Linked DNA regions of Mus musculus: region 1 is linked to region 2. A link is a contact called in public HiCAR-type data. All regions are on one chromosome and are shown on one strand. Each heading gives the region's core, a stretch centred on a gene start, on an enhancer-like site or on the middle of the called end of the contact. The rest is flanking DNA. Distances are from core to core; before and after follow the strand shown. Region 1 holds the start of Icosl (icos ligand). Region 2 holds the start of Lrrc75b (leucine rich repeat containing 75B).

Region 1 (2,700 bases), core at 126-2,625, 2.5 Mb before region 2:
GGGGGGGAGAAGGGTGGTGGGAAGAAGGGCACTTCACCCTACTCTAAAGCAGTCTTGGATACTTTAGCCAGAGTTTGCCTAGTCTCCCAAGGCCGTCTGTTCTATGGAGACTCTCTATAGGGGCTAAGACCCTGCAGCAGGTCACAGACACTTCACAGTTGCCCACACACCTTTTATAAAACCTCACTCTCAGCCAGGCAGTGGTGGCGCACGCCTTTAATCCCAGCACTTGGGAGGCAGAGGCAGGCAGATTTCTGAGTTTGAGGCCAGCCTGGTCTACAGAGTAAGTTCCAGGACAGCCAGGGCTACACAGAGAAACCCTGTCTCAAAAAAACACCAACCAACCAACCAACCAACCAACCAACCAACCAACCAACCAAAAATTCTCCCTCTCTTTCAACAGCAGCCCTGAAATTCTCAGAAGATTGTCTCAAAAGAAACCCTTGGGAAGCCACAGGGAGGGATGGATGGACACACACACACACGCACACACGGGGGGGGGGGGGTGTCCCCAGGAATGATTAGTGGGCAAACCACAAACTCAAGCCAGCCACTGGCCAGCAGGCACTCGGTAGCCTGCAAGGTCTCCCCTTTTCTATCCCTGGAGACTCTGTGGTTAGGACACTTGTGGACTGAGGACCTCAGCAAGTAGCCAGTGGAGATGGAGTGTCTACGGTACAAGTGCCTGAGGGAAATATTTGCAAAACGCCGGAGCGCAAAACTGTCTCTCTCTCACACACACACACACACCCCTCCTACACACCTCCCACTTCCCCTGCCCAGTCTGGATCTGTGAGGGAAGTCAAGTGTACAAGGAGGTGTCCTGTCCCCATGCACTGGGTATCAGCTGGCCTTTGAGGTAACACACATCCTCCCTTCTGGGAAATCAACAGGGAGAAGGGCGGCGGCGGCTAAGCCAGTGCCCATGGCTGCTATGAGTTTTCACCTTCAGTACCGGCTCTTGCCCTTCCTCCGCCTACAGCCGCCCACGCGCCGGGGTCTGGTCCGCGGGTGCAGCGGGTTAGCCCTGCGCCGCCCCCTGCCGTCCAAGCCGGCAGGTCCAGGTGTGGCCGCTAGCCGTCCGGAACTGGGCACATCTGCGCCGGTACAGAGCCGCTGCGCTAGCGTCGGGCAATCTCAGTCCTAGTTCGGGTGGGTCCCCGGCTCCCCCACCCCACTCACGGGACACAACAGCGAACGGACTCACTTTAGCTGCATGGTGCGAGCGCAGACTGCGGGGTGCTGGATTTCGGACGCGGAGAGTTGCAGCGGCTGGGGTTCCGGAGCTGTTGGGGGCCACGAAGAACTGGGGAGCTTCCAGGCTTGGGGCGCTGAAATCTGGGGTTCTTGAGGCTTTGGCGGCAGGAGACCCGCTGTAACTGCGCTCGCTAGCGCTGCGCGCCTGGCTAATTGGGCACAGGCGGGATCCCGCCCTCGGCCCATCCCTCCGGCCACCTCCGAGCGGGGGTTGGAGGCGGGGAGCTCCGCCTCCGCTCTCCCGCTCCCGAAAGTAACCCAATCGGCTGCTGAGCAGGGTCGGAGACTTGGGCATGAGTTACAGGTGCCAGGGTGTGGGGTGGTTTGTGGATCCCGGCGAGGGCAAAAGGAGGGCCGGCTCCGGTGCGGCCGAAAGTCTGGGCACTGAGGCTTAGGGTGAGGGTGGGAAGACAGGAAACTCAGCCGCTGCACCCCCCACCCCCCCCCCCCCCAACGCTGCCCAGAACATTCCCGGCCTGGTCCCTGCGTCCCTCTTTTAGAGCCCGATGTTGGGCCCTGTCTTGTAGAAGATGAACCAAGGTTCAAAGCCCGGACCTGGGGCTGACCAAAGACCGTAGATGATCAGAAAACCTAACGACTAGGAATTAAAAAGTGAAAGCCAGGCGAGTGGGAGGAGAGAGGGGCCAGCAGGAGGGAGAAAGGGAGGAGAAGACGGGCTCCACTCTTGTCCAGATCTCCCATCACCCAACTTCGAAGGCTTGGTGAGGGATAAAGTTGTGGAACACAGAATGAAGTGTCCATTTTCTCCTCCAAAGCCAGCCAGACTTGGCAATCCTGTTCCCAGCCTCGTGCTCTCTGGCACTCACTCTGGGAGAGCCTTAACGGTTCATAAGCGTTGAGCCTGTGTCTAAGCTCAGGACTCTCTTCTCACCCCATTCCCTGCTCTCCCTCAACCCCCACGCCCCCTCCCCGCCCCACCTGCCAGTGAATTGAGAATGCGGGAGGCCAGGGAGAGGCAGGCAGGTGGATCTCTTGAGTCTGAGGCTAGCCTGGTCTACAGAGTGAGTTCTAGGACAGTCAGGGCTACACAGAGAAACCCTGTCTCGAAAAAGAAAAGGAAGAGAAGGTGGAGGAGGAGGCGGGGAGGAGGAGGAGGAAAGAAGAGAAGAGAAGAGAAGAGAAGAGAAGAGAAGAGAAGAGAAGAAGAAAAGAAAAAAGAAAAAAGGAAAAGAAAAGAAAAGAAAAGAAAAGAAAAGAAAAGAAAAGAAAAGAAAAGAAAAGAAAAGAAAAAGAAGCCGAGCAGTGGTGGCGCATGCCTTTAATCCCAACACTTGGGAGGCAGAGGCAGGTGGATTTCTGAGTTCGAGGCCAGCCTGGTCTACAGAGTGAGTTCCAGGACAGCCAGGGCTACACAGAGAAACCCTGTCTTGAAAAAAAAAGAAAGGGAGGGAGGGAGGGAGGGGGAGAGAGAGAGAGAGAGAG
Region 2 (2,700 bases), core at 87-2,586:
GTGGGGGCAGTCCTCTACCTGCCACAGGACTAAGTTCTAGGCATTGTGACACTTCCAGTCCAGGCCAGCTCCTTTCTTTCTAGCTTAGTGTCCAGCCTTCCCTCCCTCCCTGCTTTCTCCTCCCCCTTGGCTCCCACCTTCCTCTTCTCGCACTCCAAGGTATGATGCCTAGCCCTGGCTTAGCCTCCGGAAACAACACGGTCAGGATCTGGGAGGAATCCATGTCTGTCTCCAGCCCCGAGGATGCAGGGAAGAAGAGGGTTTACCTGGCTCTCAGCTCTGGACAAGGGGGTCTGAGAAGGCCCTGGGATACTTGGACTGGAAGCTCAAAGCTCTGGCATTCGCACACTGTCAATTCAGCCACAGCCTTGGCCCTGGCAGAGGGCAGACTGGGTCGTCATGCAGGTTTGCCAGGGAGGAAACCTGTCGTGCCAAGGTGGCCGGCCCTAGGACAATGATGCTGCAGAGGAGGGGATGGGAGGCTGCGTGGAGGGTAGCGGGGGAAGAAGGTCCAAGAATCAGGAAGGATGCTGACTTCTGCCATGTCTGAGGGTCTCAGTCCTAGGGCATCACAAAGCCTGACATCCAGTCTCTCACCTCTACCTTCAGTTTCTGGTCAAGCATTGCTTGACCCAAAGGAAGGATTCTGGCAGGTATCTCTCACTAAATGCCCTAGGATGGGTCTACTCTCACATCCTTCAGCTAGGCTTGCACACTTGCCCCGCCGTGCATCCCAGACTCAGGCCGGACACATGTTTTTTAATTAGGAGGAGGGGTGAGGGGGGCAGAGTCTAGAGTGCAAAGCCACAAAAGCCCCCTCCTCTGTAATATGAGAAACCGGGATCGTGTGTGGCTGCATCGAGCATCAGGCTTCCAACAGGAACTGCTGAGGAAACCCCCACAGGAGCTAGATGCTCTTCAGAGGAGTCAGGGACCCTTTAGAACCAGGAACATATATGCAGGGCCTGGCGCCAGGCTGCCCAGAGCTGGGCTTAGCCTGTTCATCTCTCAGGCATGGGGGGATCAGAGGAAGCCAACTATGCTCAGCCTGCCTAGGCCTGCTTCTGTCCTCCTCTGAGCAGTAAGTATCATCCGGTATTTGCCGAGGCTGCTAACACCCACACTGAGTGGACAAGGCAGATGGATCCACTTGCTTGCAGGGGCGATTCCTGAAACAGGGTGCAGGCTTTGCCTAAAGCACCCTCACCCGCCTGAAGCACTTTTTGTACAGACAGACGACGATTTTCCCCCCCAAGTCAGCCCCGACTGGGGCCACATGATTGAGAGGTGCCAAATGCCACCTTGTCCTCCGCAGCGTCCGCCCTGGCTGCTCCCGGGAAGAGCTCCAACACCAGGTCGTACGCGGGCGGGGCCCTCGACAACGAAACCTCTGCCAAAGAGGAGTGACCCTGGGCTCCACGCTGGCGGCCAGTGCTTGGGCGCGCAGCCGTAGACCCGGCATTGCCCATCCCGCGCATCCCGGGCGGGGCGCGGCGCGGCTAACCCGCCTCCCTTCCATCCTCCCGGCGCCCGCCCGCGGCGGCCATGGGGGCGCGGCTGGGGCGGCGGGCGAGAGCAGATGCCCCTGCGGCGCCGAGTGCGGGGCCCGCGCCCTACGAGCGCCGGGTGCGCTGGCTGCGAGAGATCCAGTCCACGCTTCGGGAGCGGCGGCCGGAGCGCGCTCGGCAGCTGCTGCGCCTCCTGCGCCAGGCGAGAGAAAGAGCGGGGCGGCCCGGGATTGAGGGTGTCAGGGAGGGGCCGGGGTTGCGGGCTCAGGGGTGGGTGCGTTTCTAGCGGCACGCGGGGTTTGCAGGCGTTGTGCTTCTTGCCTGGAGGGAGGTTGCAGATTAAAGTGGGGGGCCAGGTGGGGCTGGTGGATTGCTTGCTAAAGATGGGGCTGGCACGTTGGGACACTGGGATTTGAAGTCTGACGTGTTGAGTGTGTGTGTTGAGGGACCTCCAGTCTGGAGCTAAGAGCCCAGATTTGGACCTTTTCGAGAGCCGGAGTGGGCATCTCTCACTAAAGGACAATGGGAAGAATGCAGCTCCCCATCCTGCAGGAAGAAAGGAAGCAGCAGATCTGGGAGAAGAGGTCCTGGGAGGCGTAGCCCCGATGGTCAGGAGACAGATACCATAACAGCCCAGACAAAGCCACAGCGCACGCACCTTTCTGACAGGCAGCTTGAGCCCACCGAGGATACACAACCACATTTGTACATTGCATCGCCACATCTGGCCCTTTGGGAGACACATTCGGTACCTTAGCCAGATTTCCTGAGCCCTGAGTTGCCCTAGGGAGACAGGGATGCCTGTCCCAGCATGACCCCTAGGCAAATCACTTCCTACTCAGCCTCTTCACCCTCGGCTGTAGCTGATGCTCCCTCCCACCGTGAAGGTAGTAGCCGCTTAGAGTTAGAGAAGCTGGGAGAAATGATGAGCCAGGACCCAGACAGAAAGCTGAGAGAAGGCGGGGCTAGGGATGCAGTTCGATATTATGGAATTTGAGAGGACTCAGCTCTGTCCCCAGAAAACAGGATAAACCAGGCATGGTGGTGTATGTTTGTATTCCCCATCACTTGGGAGGGGGAGGCAAGAGATTAGGAGTTCAAGGTCATCCTCAGCTATAAAGCAAGTTCAGGACCAACCTATAATGCAAGAGAGAGAGAGAGAGAGAGAGAGAGAGAGAGAGAGAGAGAGAGA

The links. HiCAR-type assays count read pairs that join an accessible place to other places.
Region 1: a contact with region 2 is called in a HiCAR-type map of astrocytes, with 3 times the contacts expected there. The contact joins the promoter of Icosl here to the promoter of Lrrc75b in region 2. A contact is called at or near these places in 2 of 39 promoter capture datasets (both in liver) and 1 of 115 datasets of contacts at active chromatin or transcription factors (astrocytes).

Annotation. Positions count from the first base shown.
Region 1 is chr10:78,068,043-78,070,742 of GRCm38.p6, reverse strand. Icosl (icos ligand) reads right to left here and starts at 1,375. Exons shown (of 7, transcript NM_015790.3): 1 at 1,208-1,375. The coding sequence starts at 1,218. Gm51775 (a long non-coding RNA gene) reads left to right here and starts at 268. Exons shown (of 3, transcript XR_003948913.1): 1 at 268-283.
Region 2 is chr10:75,558,966-75,561,665 of GRCm38.p6, reverse strand. Lrrc75b (leucine rich repeat containing 75B) reads left to right here and starts at 1,336. Exons shown (of 4, transcript NM_198860.2): 1 at 1,336-1,710. The coding sequence starts at 1,546. It also overlaps a transcript of Ggt1 not described here.